Regions from separate parts of the Mus musculus genome. Here region 1 is linked to region 2. A link is a contact called in public promoter capture Hi-C data. All regions are on one chromosome and are shown on one strand. The core of a region is the stretch at or near the end of the contact, and the rest is flanking DNA. Distances in the headings are between cores, read along the strand shown. Region 1 holds the start of Baiap2l1 (BAI1-associated protein 2-like 1). Region 2 holds the start of 0610040B10Rik (RIKEN cDNA 0610040B10 gene).

Region 1 (6,238 bases), core at 819-3,318, 1.0 Mb after region 2:
TCAGTCAGAAGTGAGAAAAAGAACAGTTTGCTCAGGGCATCTGATTGCTTGTCTAAAGTTGACATTTTCTTTCCAGACCAGCAAGATAAACAATCAATTGTGTTTGAGAAACTTAACTGTGCCTGTGTTTTCCACTGCAGCAGATGCTCGGATTCCACGCACAGACTACAATAAATAACCCACATTCCTCAGTTATGGTTTTTCCTTGACTGAGTATTCATCTGAGTATCTTGTCTCCCCCACGCTAGGGCATTTTACTTCCATACTCTGTCGACACCCCACACCCCAGTTCTACCGGCTTCACATCATTTAAGTCTGAACAATGCCAATCCAAATACAAGGCTTTAAACATTCAAATTTCTGGCATTTCTAAAAATTATCATTTAATTAAGGAAGCACACTAATAGGAACAGGTTTTGGTCACAGTTGTGAACCTTCAAAATCATAATAATACAGTCTACTTTGTCTATCTAGAATAAATGTTATAGTGCACACATGGAGGGGTGGATATGATTTGGAGCCACAATGAATTCTGAAAATATTTTCATGCTGCTTTAAAATGATTTTCCAGCAACTCAATAAATTCTGATTTCAGGAACTAAGACCTTGCAAATCTAGAAACTCAATTTTAGGGGTGAAAAAAAAAAAACTAGAGAAATGACCAAAGAGTGGGTGAAAAAAGAATCTAGAGAAATGACCAAAGAGTGGGTTTTAATCATGACTACAAGTAAATTTAGAGAACTTTAAATCTCAGGGGTTCAGTGGACCTAAGTGGAATTAAAACAAAAGTTGTTTTGTATTCTATTAATAGCAGATGATTAAACGGATATCTCATTTCAAATGGAATTCATTTATAAGTACTTAAACTTACTAAACTGGCCACTAATCCCATGTCTGTTTCTGGAAAAATTCTCTCACATAACATGCCAGTTAAGCGACCAATCACCACACGTTCTGTCAGCTTAAGTCAATTCTTATTAAAATCTCAGTGCTCTCTGACTCCAATAACCTCCCCAAATCATGAACGTAGAAACAGTCCAACTGCGGGCGAACATGCTCATAATAATTGTATATAGATGTATAAAACTGTCAAAACGCTAAACAAAAAGTAATCAAAAGCCAAATCGAACTTAAAAGCTACTGTATGAAAGAGTCCAAGAGGGCGAAGGCGTTTCAAGTCTTCCCAGGAGCAGATTCCCTGGCAGCCTAGAAAATTCCCTGAGCCGAGGGAGCCAGGCTCACCTGGCGATGGATTCCTAATTACGGAGGAGTTTCTCCCCTACATTCTTTCTTTTCTCCGAGGAAACTCGAGCTTGTCTCTTTTCTCTCTCTCTTTTGGATCTGGGGAGGGGTTAGCCCCAGCGGTCAGACCAGCGCAGTCACTGACCACAAAGAGAAGTTGGGGGAGGATAAGAACCTCTCGGGGACCCCGCGGATTGTCGTCCACGTCTCCAATCCCCTTCCCCCAACACGGGAAATGTGGGGTCCCTGGGAGTCTCCAAGGGTCCAAGGGGGAAGGGGAGGCCCTTATCATGTAAAGTCCCCACTTTATCTCAAAAGCGAAAAAGAATCTCGACCGACCCCGCTGGCGACAATGGTCAGCTGCTTGTCCGGGCTCACGTTCCTGGCCTCGAACCCTGGAGTTCCCAAGTCTCCGGGCCTCCCAGCCTCCGCCCTCAGCCTGGAACCACAGAGTCCCGGATCCCCCCGGTCTCCCGTCTCGAGCTCCGCAAAGTCCCACACTTACCCGGTACGTGTTCTCCGTGAGCCGGTTCACCTCCTCCGGCCCCCGAGACATGGCTGCAGCCTCCGGGAGGGCGAGCGCGGGAGGACGCGGCGGGGCCTCGTGGCCGCCGGGCGGCGGGAGCGCCTAGGACTTGAGACTGAGTGGTCCTTGAGAGTCGGCCGCCGCCACAGCTGTCAGCGGGAGAGAGTCAGTGCGCGTCTCTGCTGCCAAAATGTCAAAACTTTGCGGCGCTTCGGTCTGTAAGGAGCTGCGAGGTAGACGTAGCCTGCCAAGGCTGGGACGAGCAAAGGGACGGGCAGCCCCACCTGAGGCGGGCGGAGTGGGCGGGGCCGTACGGCCAGAGGGCGGGGCAGCCCCACCTGAGGTGGGCGGGGCCTAGGCTGAGTACTCTAGAGTGGGCGGGGCGGCCTCGCGCGGAGACAGCCTGGTGGGAGGGTCGATCTTTTGGGGCAACCGGGGGAACCTGGAAGAGACTTGTTGCGCTAGGTGGGCGTGGCCTAGGGGCTTGCTAAGCGGAGCAGAAGCCCGGCCAGCGCGCCGGACTGATTGGCCCCAGCTGAGACGTGGAGCGGGGGTGGGGTCTGAGAGGCCAACAAGAGGGAGAAGCCAAGGGGAGGGGACGCGCCCTTACTCCCCCCACCTGAAATGGACTGATGGGCGTGGCCTAGATGGCGGATGGGCGTGGCCGAAACAAGAAGGGACGGAGTGAACGAAGTCGCCCTAGCTGTGTCCGCCAGAGTGGCACCGCAGAGTTGAGCCGGTGGGCGCGGTCTAGCAGACCGATGGGCGGTGCTGAAGCGAGGATGGCGTGGTTTAGACAGCCCCAGCTGAGGCAGGCAAGGGAATGGGAGAGTCTTCCTCGTGTGGGCGTGGCTGAGCAGCCTGGTGGGCGAGGCTGGAGCAGTACAAGGCGAGGTGGCTGGACCCAGTGGACCAGGCCATCTCGCCTAAGGCTTGGCAGTGGAGGTAATACCTCTGTTCGCCCTCTCCCGGCCCTCCCAGAGTTCCAGCCAAGCCCCTACACTGTGGTGTCTTTTAGAACAGGACCTGGACCTTTGGGCTTCTAGGTCTTTGGTCTAGTGTCCGCCACAAGGTGCTGGCTCTGAAAGCTCGAGGCTCACATCCTCCGCAGGTGAATCCTCTAAGCTCTCTGCCTTTGAGTAACTTCCACATACCTCCTACGAATCGGTTTCCCTGATTGAAGGTCCACGGGGCATGGTTTCTCATGGATGGAGCCACCCACAATTTTGAAAGTTCCGGGGTGCCAAAAAAAGTAACTAACGCCAAGATCTGATTACTGGAATAACAGAACATTAAGAATAAGTTTAAAATCCCATGCTTTACAACTATGTAAATCACAAGACTGTCTAAAAATTTCCTCTGTGTGTGTGTGTGTGTGTGTGTGTGTTACAAGAAGTCAACCTTGGGCGTCATTCCTCAGCCGATATCTACTATATATATCTTGGAGACAGAGTCTCTTACTGAAGTAGCTAAAAAGGATAGACTGATGGCTATCAAGTCTCCACAAGCCCCATGAATCCACCTGTCTCCCAAATTCCCAGCACTGGGAGTACAAGAGCATATCTACTGTATGTAGCTTTTCACATGGGTTCCGCAGATGGAACCCAGGTCCCAATGTTCGCACCACAGGCACTTTACAAACTGACCCATTTCCTCAGCCCCCAGGTCGGCTGAGGCGTCTAGGATGTCTGTGCTTTCTTTCATCTTGTAGAGGCCATGTAGGTGTGTGGCTCCTGGCACATTATTTAAAACTTTTATTTTATGTGTAAGCTACTTGGACTGCATGTATGTCATCTGTGACTGATACATATATATGTACATGCCTGGTGCATATGTCAGAGGTCAGAAGAGGGCTTCAGATTCCCTGAAACTTGGGTTGCAGAAGGTTGTGACCATCATGTGGGTACTGGGAAACAAACCTAGGTCCTCTGGAAGAACAGCCAGTGTTCTTAACTACTGAGCTGTCTCCCTAGTCCTTCCTGGTGCTTCCTGTTGTCTACCCAGTCACACCCAACCCAGCTCTGAACATGTCCTAGAGTACACACCTAGGACTGAGGTGACCCAGACTCCAGGGCCACAGCAACCTTCTCCTAGCAGAAAACACACTCAGCGCTTGAGACTTGAACTCAGCCGGAGTGGGCAAGGCTTTATTTTTAAAAGCTGTCCAGGTACGATTGCTTTGTTTATGAGCTTGGAGGATACGAAGCTTCTAAACTGCTCCAGGATAAAGTTCACTGGGAAATACACACAAAGAAAGCACTGTGTGCCCCAGATGGAAACACTGAAAGTATGGGATGACTCTGGACTTAGAACAGACACAAGCACTTGGACTCTGGGGCAGTCTTATCACGTTTTGCAGGCTATAAAACATATCTGGCTTGGGAAGCAAATGGTGGTTGGTGTGGGTTGCATGGTGGAGGGAATAACACCTCAGCCCTATGTTGGAGGCAGTGGGAGACGCTCCCCATGTCTTTAAAGGATCTTTAGGAGCTGGCTCAGAAAATGTGCCAACTGGGGTTCACTTGTCATATGCGGGGTGGTAAGCAGGACTCTATAATTACTACCATTACATATTAGGGTTCACCAAGGGTGTCTTCTGGCTTTTATTTGAACTTGAAAACTCCTTGTCTTTCCTTGGCAGATCCCCTTTTTGTCTCAGAACCTCTTTCTGTGTCTTCCTTCTGACGAATGAGGTCATTTCACCCTCCACTGCCAGGCAGTCATCCGAGGAGCTGGAAAGAGAGCGGAAGCTTAACCTTTAACAGCCCGCAGCTTGGCAGCACCAGTTCCGAGCCAGAGAGGACAGTTTAACAAGCTGTCATAAAGCCAGTGAGGATCTCAGATGGCCCAGTTAGATCGCCATGGTTGGAATTTGATCAGAGATTGAAGTTCTCAAGTGTATGCAAATCTTTGCATTGATTATCTGGGCATATCAAACTCAACTTTGTGGAAATAACTTCCTACTTACGATCTTCCTGCTTCCTGAAAATCTTTTTAGAATGGCCAGTTTTGTATTTATAGAACCCAAGGCCTTGCTTATGCTAGGCAAGTGTTCTACTGCTAAGCTGTGCCCTACGCCCTCATAGGGGGATTCTGGCTGGGTAGGTACTCAACCACAAAGCTATGACTTGAGCAAGAATGGTCAGTTTTAAATCTGTCCAGACATCAAGCCTAAGGCTTCCAGTCCCAGCTCTGGGCTAGGCACATAAATAAATTCCTAGGAGGTCTTTGTTGAACGAAAGAACAAGTGGATAATGGATTATTTTTCCTAGTGCCAGATATTCTGAGTATATGTGAATGTGGCAGTGGTAGGGTTGATTGAGGAGGTAGAAAGAATTGGGCTGGACTCATCTTTTAATGCAAATGCAGAGGGCAGAATTTAAGACTTGAGTTGAGTGCTGTAATAGAGATACAGTCGATCATGCCCATAGACAAAAAGGTGGGCTCAATCTCAAAAAAAAAAATCCATTTGGACTCATTAAAGGTGCTCCTTATTGCATGCACACTGGAGATCCCACGAGCTCTTGGATGCTCTTGGACCTTAGGTGCTCATCAAGAATGGAAGAAAGTGGATCGATAGAAAGTTTTGACTCAGTAGAAGGTAAGGTGGGCTGGCCGCCATTGCATTGCGTCTCAGCAGTTAAGTGCTGAGAAATCCACCTTCCCCAACTCCTAGCCATCTAGCCTCTTAGGATCTTAGCAAAACAGGTCCCCAGGGTCAGGGAACCACTGTCTCCTCTTCTGCTCTTGCTTCAGCTAAGTAATCAAATGTCCTGTTTATGTTGACATAGTTTGTAAGATGCAATCCTTGGACCTAGGAGATGGCTCAGTGGGTAAAACGTTCATTGTGCAAACTTGAACACCTGAGTTAGGATCTCTGGTACCTACACACACACACACACACACACACACACACAACCAAACCTAGGTGTGGGGTCAAATGTCTGTGACCCTCAGGTCTGGGGGTAGGGGTGGGTTGGCAGGATGTCAGGAGGTTCTGTGGGGGTCCTTAGTCAGCTAGGCAAGCCTGGATGAAGTGGTAAGGTCAACGTTCAGTGAGGGGCCCTGTCTCGAAAAAAATAAGGTGGGAAGTGGCTGAGGAAGACACTTGATGCCAACCTCTGCCTTCCACATCTGCACACACGGGTATACATACCCACATATGTATGCGCACACAGGCATTCAACACACACAAATTCACTCTAAAGACACAGTTCCAAGTGGCAATGCCAATAAGATTTAAAAAAAAAAAAGGATTTGCTTTATTATTTATGTGTATGCATATAGGGTTACCCTTGGAGGCCAGAAGAGGCCTTCAGATCCCCTGGAGCTGGAGTTACAAGTGGCCGTGAGCCACCTGGTGTGGGTGCTGGGAACCAAGCTTGGGTCCTCTGTAAGGGCAGCAAAGACTCTTAGCCACTGAGCCATTTCTCCAGCCTCGACCCTCAAACATTGATCATCGCTATCAAG
Region 2 (5,873 bases), core at 2,988-5,487:
GCAAGCTACGAACTCGCTCACGTGTTTGTGGTGCCTGTGTGTGTGGTGTGCCTGTGTCCACACATGAGCACATGCGTGTGGTCAGAGTCAGATATCTTCCCTGGCAGCTCTCCTGGCCCAGGTTCTCTCGCTGTGTGGCTAGTCTAGCCAGACAGTTTGCCCTGCAGATCTCCTGTCATTGCCTCCACCAAATACTGAGATACAGGCCGGCCACCATCCCGGCCAGCATTTATGTGTGCTCTGGGGATCTGAGTCTCCTTACGCTTTATTCTCTTGGATTGCTTCTCTGCCATCCCTCCAGTTCTGGTTGCACGGCAGCTCTGTGACTGCCCAGCCATCTCCTCGGCTCCGCTCTGTGTTTGAAACAGTCTCATTACATAACCCGAGCTAGCCTGGAATTCATAATCCTGCCTCAGCTTCCTAAGTGCTAGGATTTAGGAGGTGTAGAGAACACCTCCATTTCTACCTTGACTGCACAGAATGTGTCTGTTGGAGTCTGTGGGGAAAGGGGGTGTGCAGAGGCTGCTGTGGACGTGGGCTTCCCTAACCCTCAGGTCTGCTCCATGCTCAAGATTGGCCTCCAGATCCCCAGGGTCCTCCCAAGTCAACCCCTTCGTGGCTACTTGCCCCCACTTTGCTTTGACCCCCAAGGGAAGACAGATGGGACAATGTGAAGGGAAGATTGACAGCTAGATGCTCAGCTTTCTGGTCACTTGTGTCCTCCTGAGTTCACACCTGCTACAAGCATGTCTAGGCAAACAGGAGTCACAACCAAATACAGACATTACACACTGTTTAAAAAGCCAACCTTGAAAATTCGACCTATTCGACCTATCTCAAAGCAAAAAGACAACGTTTTGTTTGTTTGGACACAGGCTCTTGCGATGTAGCCCCAACTGGCCCCGAAGCCTCAGCCTCCCAAGTGCCAGGATTAAAGACAAGACTCACATCCCCTTGTCTTGTGAGCCTTCCAGACTAGCACCTAACACAGTATTCACATCCGGGCAGTACCCAAGGACCAGTGCTACCTGTGCTCCTCCAAGGACCACGGCCTTCAAACGCTGGCTTTTTGTGAAGATGCAGATCAGGACAACACAAATCAATAAGAAGGCCAAGTAGAACAAGAAGAGAACCAGGAAGTCCATGCTGGAGGCTGCGAAGGAAGAGACGGCAGGCGTGAGCAGCTGCTGTTGAGGGATTTATTCCCAGCATGTATTCCGGCCCTGGGCTCACTCCTGCAGGTGAGATTCACACTCGGATTAGGCCATCCTCAAGATGAACAAATCCCTTCATTAGTCTGTAGGCAGTGTGTGCACATGTCTGTGTGTGCACGTGTGTCTGCAAGTGTGCATGGACATGTTCATGTGTGCCTTGATCCAGAGGTTGAGATAGGGTATCTTCCTCAATCATGCTCCCCTTCATTTTAAATTACATTCTATTTACTTGTCTCTGTGCATATGTGAGTACCACAGCACACAGTGTGTGTGTGTGTGTGTGTGTATGTGTGTGTGTGTGTGTGTGACAACTTTTAAGAGTTGTTTCTCTCCTTCCACCGTATGAGTCCTGGGGTTCGAACACAGGTTCTTCAGGCACGGCAGCCGACGCCCTTCCCCAGTGAGACATCTCACTAGCACAGGGGCTTGGCTATTATTTTGTTGTTATATGACATAAGGTCTCACAACATAGAGCAAGCTGGCCTCAATAGAGATCCACCTGACTCTGCATCACAAGTACCAGGATTAAAGGTGTGTGTAACCATGCCCAGACTTACTTTTTTTTTTTTTTAAAAGATTCACTTATCCATTACATGTAAGTACACTGTAGCTGTCTTCAGACACTCCAGAAGAGGGAGTCAGATCTTGTTACAGATGGTTGTGAGCCACCATGTGGTTGCTGGGATTTGAACTCTGGACCTTTGGAAGAGCAGTCGGGTGCTCTTACCCACTGAGCCATCTCACCAGCCCCCAGACTTACTTTTAGTTTCTGAGAATTTGTGTGTGTGTGTGTTGATATATACCCTAAGGTGTATGTGGCAGTCAGAAGACAACCTCTGGTGTTAGTCCTCACCCTCCACCTTGTTTGAGACAGGGTTTCTTGCTTGCTCTCCATGGTGTCCACCAGGCTAGCTGGCCTGTGTGTTTCTGAGGACTCTCCCAGTTCACAGTGGGAAAACTGGGATTACATAGGCACATACTGCTACATCAGGCTTCGACATATGTTCTGGAGATTTGAACTCTGGTCTTCACACTTGCAAGACAAGTACTTCGCTAAGCTAGCTCTCCATACAAAGTATTGGTCAAGACAACCTCAAGTCTAGTGGGTTCCTTCCCACCCCACCCCCATCAATATTGAGAATTGAACCTAGGACTTCATGTCACGTATGCTGGGCAAGCAATCTATAAGATAGCCACCACCCCAGCCCCTTACCACAGCTTGTATGATGTGCTCCCTCTCTGAACCTATCCTCTCTGAACCTATAGCTCACAAGCTCAGCTAGACTGACTGGCCAGCAAGCCCAACAGAGCCTACTGTCCCCCTCCCCCATGCTGGACTGTAGATCTGCACTGCCAAACCAGAAGCATAGATAGACCTTTACATTAGGATTTGTAACAGAAGCAAAATCACACGTGTGAAGTAGCAAGGAAAGTAACTTTATGGCCGAGGGTCCCCACAACATGAAGAACTGTATTAAGAGGTCACAGCATTAGGAAGACTGAGAGCCTCTGGGATCTGTAGCTCGGACCTGGAGCTCAACGTTTTGTGGCGAGGCTGACATGCATTAAAGCACACTCACGTTGGTGCTGGGGATCCAAGCTCAGGACTTTGTGCTTGCACAGCAAGCACCCTCACTCACCGAGCGAGCTCCCAGCCCACCAACCCCTTGTTTTTTGAGACAGGATCTGACTATGCAGGCCAGGCTAGTTTGGAACTCAGAATTCTCCTGTCTCAGCTTTCAAAGGGTTGGGATTCCAGAAGTGCACCACCACACCCAGCAATACACCCTTTTACATCTTTAAATATTCACATGGATACTGATAAAGTCCTGCAAAAGAACCTGCGCCGACCTCATCAGAATGAGCAACTCCTAGAGGTAGTCAGGGTCCCACACCCAAACTTGGGCATATTTAACAGGTCAGTGGTCATGATGTCACCCATCACCCTCCAGACCAGAATGATGAAATATAAAAAGCCCGTGTTAAGAAACTGGGAACACTGACATTGGCTTTACGAGGCAGGATTCTGGACCAAAATTCCAACGCAGAGAATCAAAACAGAAACTATTAACAAAAAGGAAACAAACAAAAAAATGCCATTCTCACAAGGTAACAGGGCTCCGGTCTACATATTTCTCTAGGTCGGACACTTCCAGCGGCACCTTTTGCGTTCATTTCCCTTTGCCACATCCAAGGAGAATTCAGATAGCAGCTCCGCTTGGGCAGCGCCGTGAATTTGGCACGCGCAAAACTGGCGACATGGTTGTTCCAGGAGGCTGGAACCGGCTGCGGAGACAATCAAACGCAACACTTACATACTGCTGAATAAGTCTCCATGGCAGAGTGCACTGTGAAAGGCATTCAGAAGTAGAGGATGCTGTACCGCTGCTGACCTGGGAAGAAAACTTCAAAGTCCACTAGTTTGGGGGTCTATCATCCCTCTAGCTGTCACTGTCACTGTCACTACGCCTATCACTGAGGCGCCCACACCGGGGTCCAGACGCATGGTGAGGTTGTCCACATGGGGTAGGGCCCCAGTCGTTTCCCTTTGCTGGACACTTTCCGGGTACATTATTCAAGGCCCTTGCATGCTTGAGGTCACAGAATCTGCAGCTGCGGGGAACCAGGGAAGGGCAGTGGTGAATGGAGCCCATCCCACAACCAGATCCCGGACGCATCAGGCTCAGAGGAGACAAGGGAGGCTCGGAAGCAGGCTGGGAGACGGCAACTACGTCCGGAGCCCGGACAACGACTGGAAGAGGAGGGGACACAGCGAGCGGGATGCAGGGGGCTCGGAGAGGACTGTGCTCTCACTCAAACACGGGGTCCCGACGGCCGCCGCCCAGCCGGGGTGTCACAGAGCCTTCCGGAGCCGCCTTACCCCAAACCGGGCCAACCGTCCGCCGCTGCCGGCGGACCCCAGCGGAGCGCTCCCCAAGACTTCCGGCGCGTCCATGGCGTCATCAGTGCCCGCGACGGAGGCGACTTCCGACGGAAAAAGTAGCGGGAGGCCGGAAATTATTGTCTTTGGCCTCTGGTTCTGCGAGCCGATTGTGTTTTCGTACCGTCGTAGGTTTTCTTTCTCTTTTCTTTTTCTCTTAACGTTTGTCTTTCTCCCTCCCTCGTCCTCTGCTCTCTCTTCCTTCGCACTTTTATTATTACTTGACAATTTACTGCCTATGTACGAGTCCTTCGTTCTCCCAACCCCGTCCCATTTTCGTGGCCTTGATTTGATTCTTGTGGGTGTGTTTGCTTGTTGTGATCCGCTGAGTGTAATTCTGATTTCTTGTATGTGCGTAGATTTAAAAAGCTATTTTCTTTTTCTTCTTTAAAAAAAAAAAAAGATTTGTTTTATTTATTTTATGTGAGTCCAATGTCGCTGTCTCCAGACACACCAGAAGAGGGCATCAAATCCCATTACAGATGGTTGTGAGCCACCATATGGTTGGGGGGATTTGAACTCAGGACCTCTGGAAGAGCAGTCAGTGCTCTTAACCGCTGAGCCATCTCTCCAGCCCTAGCTATTTTCTTTTTAAGAATTTCTTTCCAAAATATGATCTCAGCTAGGCATAGTGGCCCATGACTTTATTCACCGCCCTAAGGAAACAGAGGCAGGTCTCTCTGAGTCAGAGGTCAGCCTTGTTTACATGAGTTCCGGGACAGGCAGGGCTACATAGCTAGACCTTTTCTAAAACAAAACAAAACAAATGAGCAAACAAAATTAAAGTCCCACCAAATTATACCAGGCTGGCCTTGGGCTTTTGAACCTCCTGTCTCAGCCTAACTTTGGTTGGGATGGCAGGCACACCTAACACAGGAACTGGAATTTTCGAGCACTTTTGACAGAATATGAAGGCTGTCTTGGGTCGGTGCAGGAGAACTGCTGGACTGTGCCGAGCCTTTGCATGTCCTGGCGGGAACTCAGCAGTAACCCTTGACCACCCAGCAGGTACCTAGACAGGGACACCTGTGTCTTCCTGGCAGACACACCACTGGGCCCTGTCCCAACAGTCCCAGCATGTTCCACTGCAGGGGTCACAGTATGTCCCCCTGTGAGTCAGGTTCTGCTGACCGCATGCCCCTACTCCTGCCATCTCTGTGCACAGCTTTAACGTCCTCCCTGTGGGGAGCAGTGACTAGTGTTTTATCCCTGAGGATAAAAAGGCTGTTTTGATAATGGGCAGGCTTGGCTTGAGAGGAGCTGCTGCTAAACATAGCACTGAGAAGGTTCCTGGAGGGGATGGGGGTGCTGCTTTGTCTGAGTGCCCCCCAGGTCCTCCGAGAACTATTCTTGACGCCTCTGAAAAACAGGTTCCCTTTGAGGAAAAAAATGTCTGATCTCTAAGCATTAGCCTCAAAGCTCCCCTCTCCTGTTTGCTTTGCTTCCTACCCCAGCTTCTCATTTCTTTTTCCTTTTAGAAAAAAAAAAAAAAGAAAAGAAAGAAAACAACTACCTTTCTGAATGTATTGTATCCAAGGCCTTTGCAATGTTGGGAGCAGAGTGAGCAGGTGTGGGGAGTCCTGAAAGACTGGTTACATTACGGAGGTCATCTGGCATCCAGAGAAAGCTACTGCTTCATCAAGCAGTTCTCCACCCTGCTGTAATTAAATACCTTGAATTTTCTTTCTTTCCCCCATGTAAATGAAGGACTTCGTGGT

What was found. Promoter capture Hi-C pulls out the DNA fragments that hold promoters and counts their contacts.
Region 1: a promoter capture Hi-C map of hippocampal neurons shows a contact between it and region 2, with 3 times the contacts expected there. The contact joins the promoter of Baiap2l1 here to the promoter of 0610040B10Rik in region 2. A contact is called at or near these places in 3 of 39 promoter capture datasets (hippocampal neurons, pre-B cells and stem cell-derived epiblast-like cells).

The regions. Positions count from the first base shown.
Region 1 is chr5:144,356,044-144,362,281 of GRCm38.p6, forward strand. It overlaps Baiap2l1 (BAI1-associated protein 2-like 1), which reads right to left and starts at 2,069. Exons shown (of 14, transcript NM_025833.3): 1 at 1,748-2,069. The coding sequence starts at 1,798. Dmrt1i (Dmrt1 interacting ncRNA) reads left to right here and starts at 1,880. Exons shown (of 2, transcript NR_102374.1): 1 at 1,880-2,001; 2 at 4,410-4,962.
Region 2 is chr5:143,325,071-143,330,943 of GRCm38.p6, forward strand. 0610040B10Rik (RIKEN cDNA 0610040B10 gene) reads left to right here and starts at 4,238. Exons shown (of 2, transcript NR_027874.1): 1 at 4,238-4,283. Zdhhc4 (zinc finger, DHHC domain containing 4) reads right to left here and starts at 4,168. Exons shown (of 8, transcript NM_028379.5): 1 at 4,096-4,168; 2 at 3,321-3,500; 3 at 1,029-1,153. The coding sequence starts at 1,145.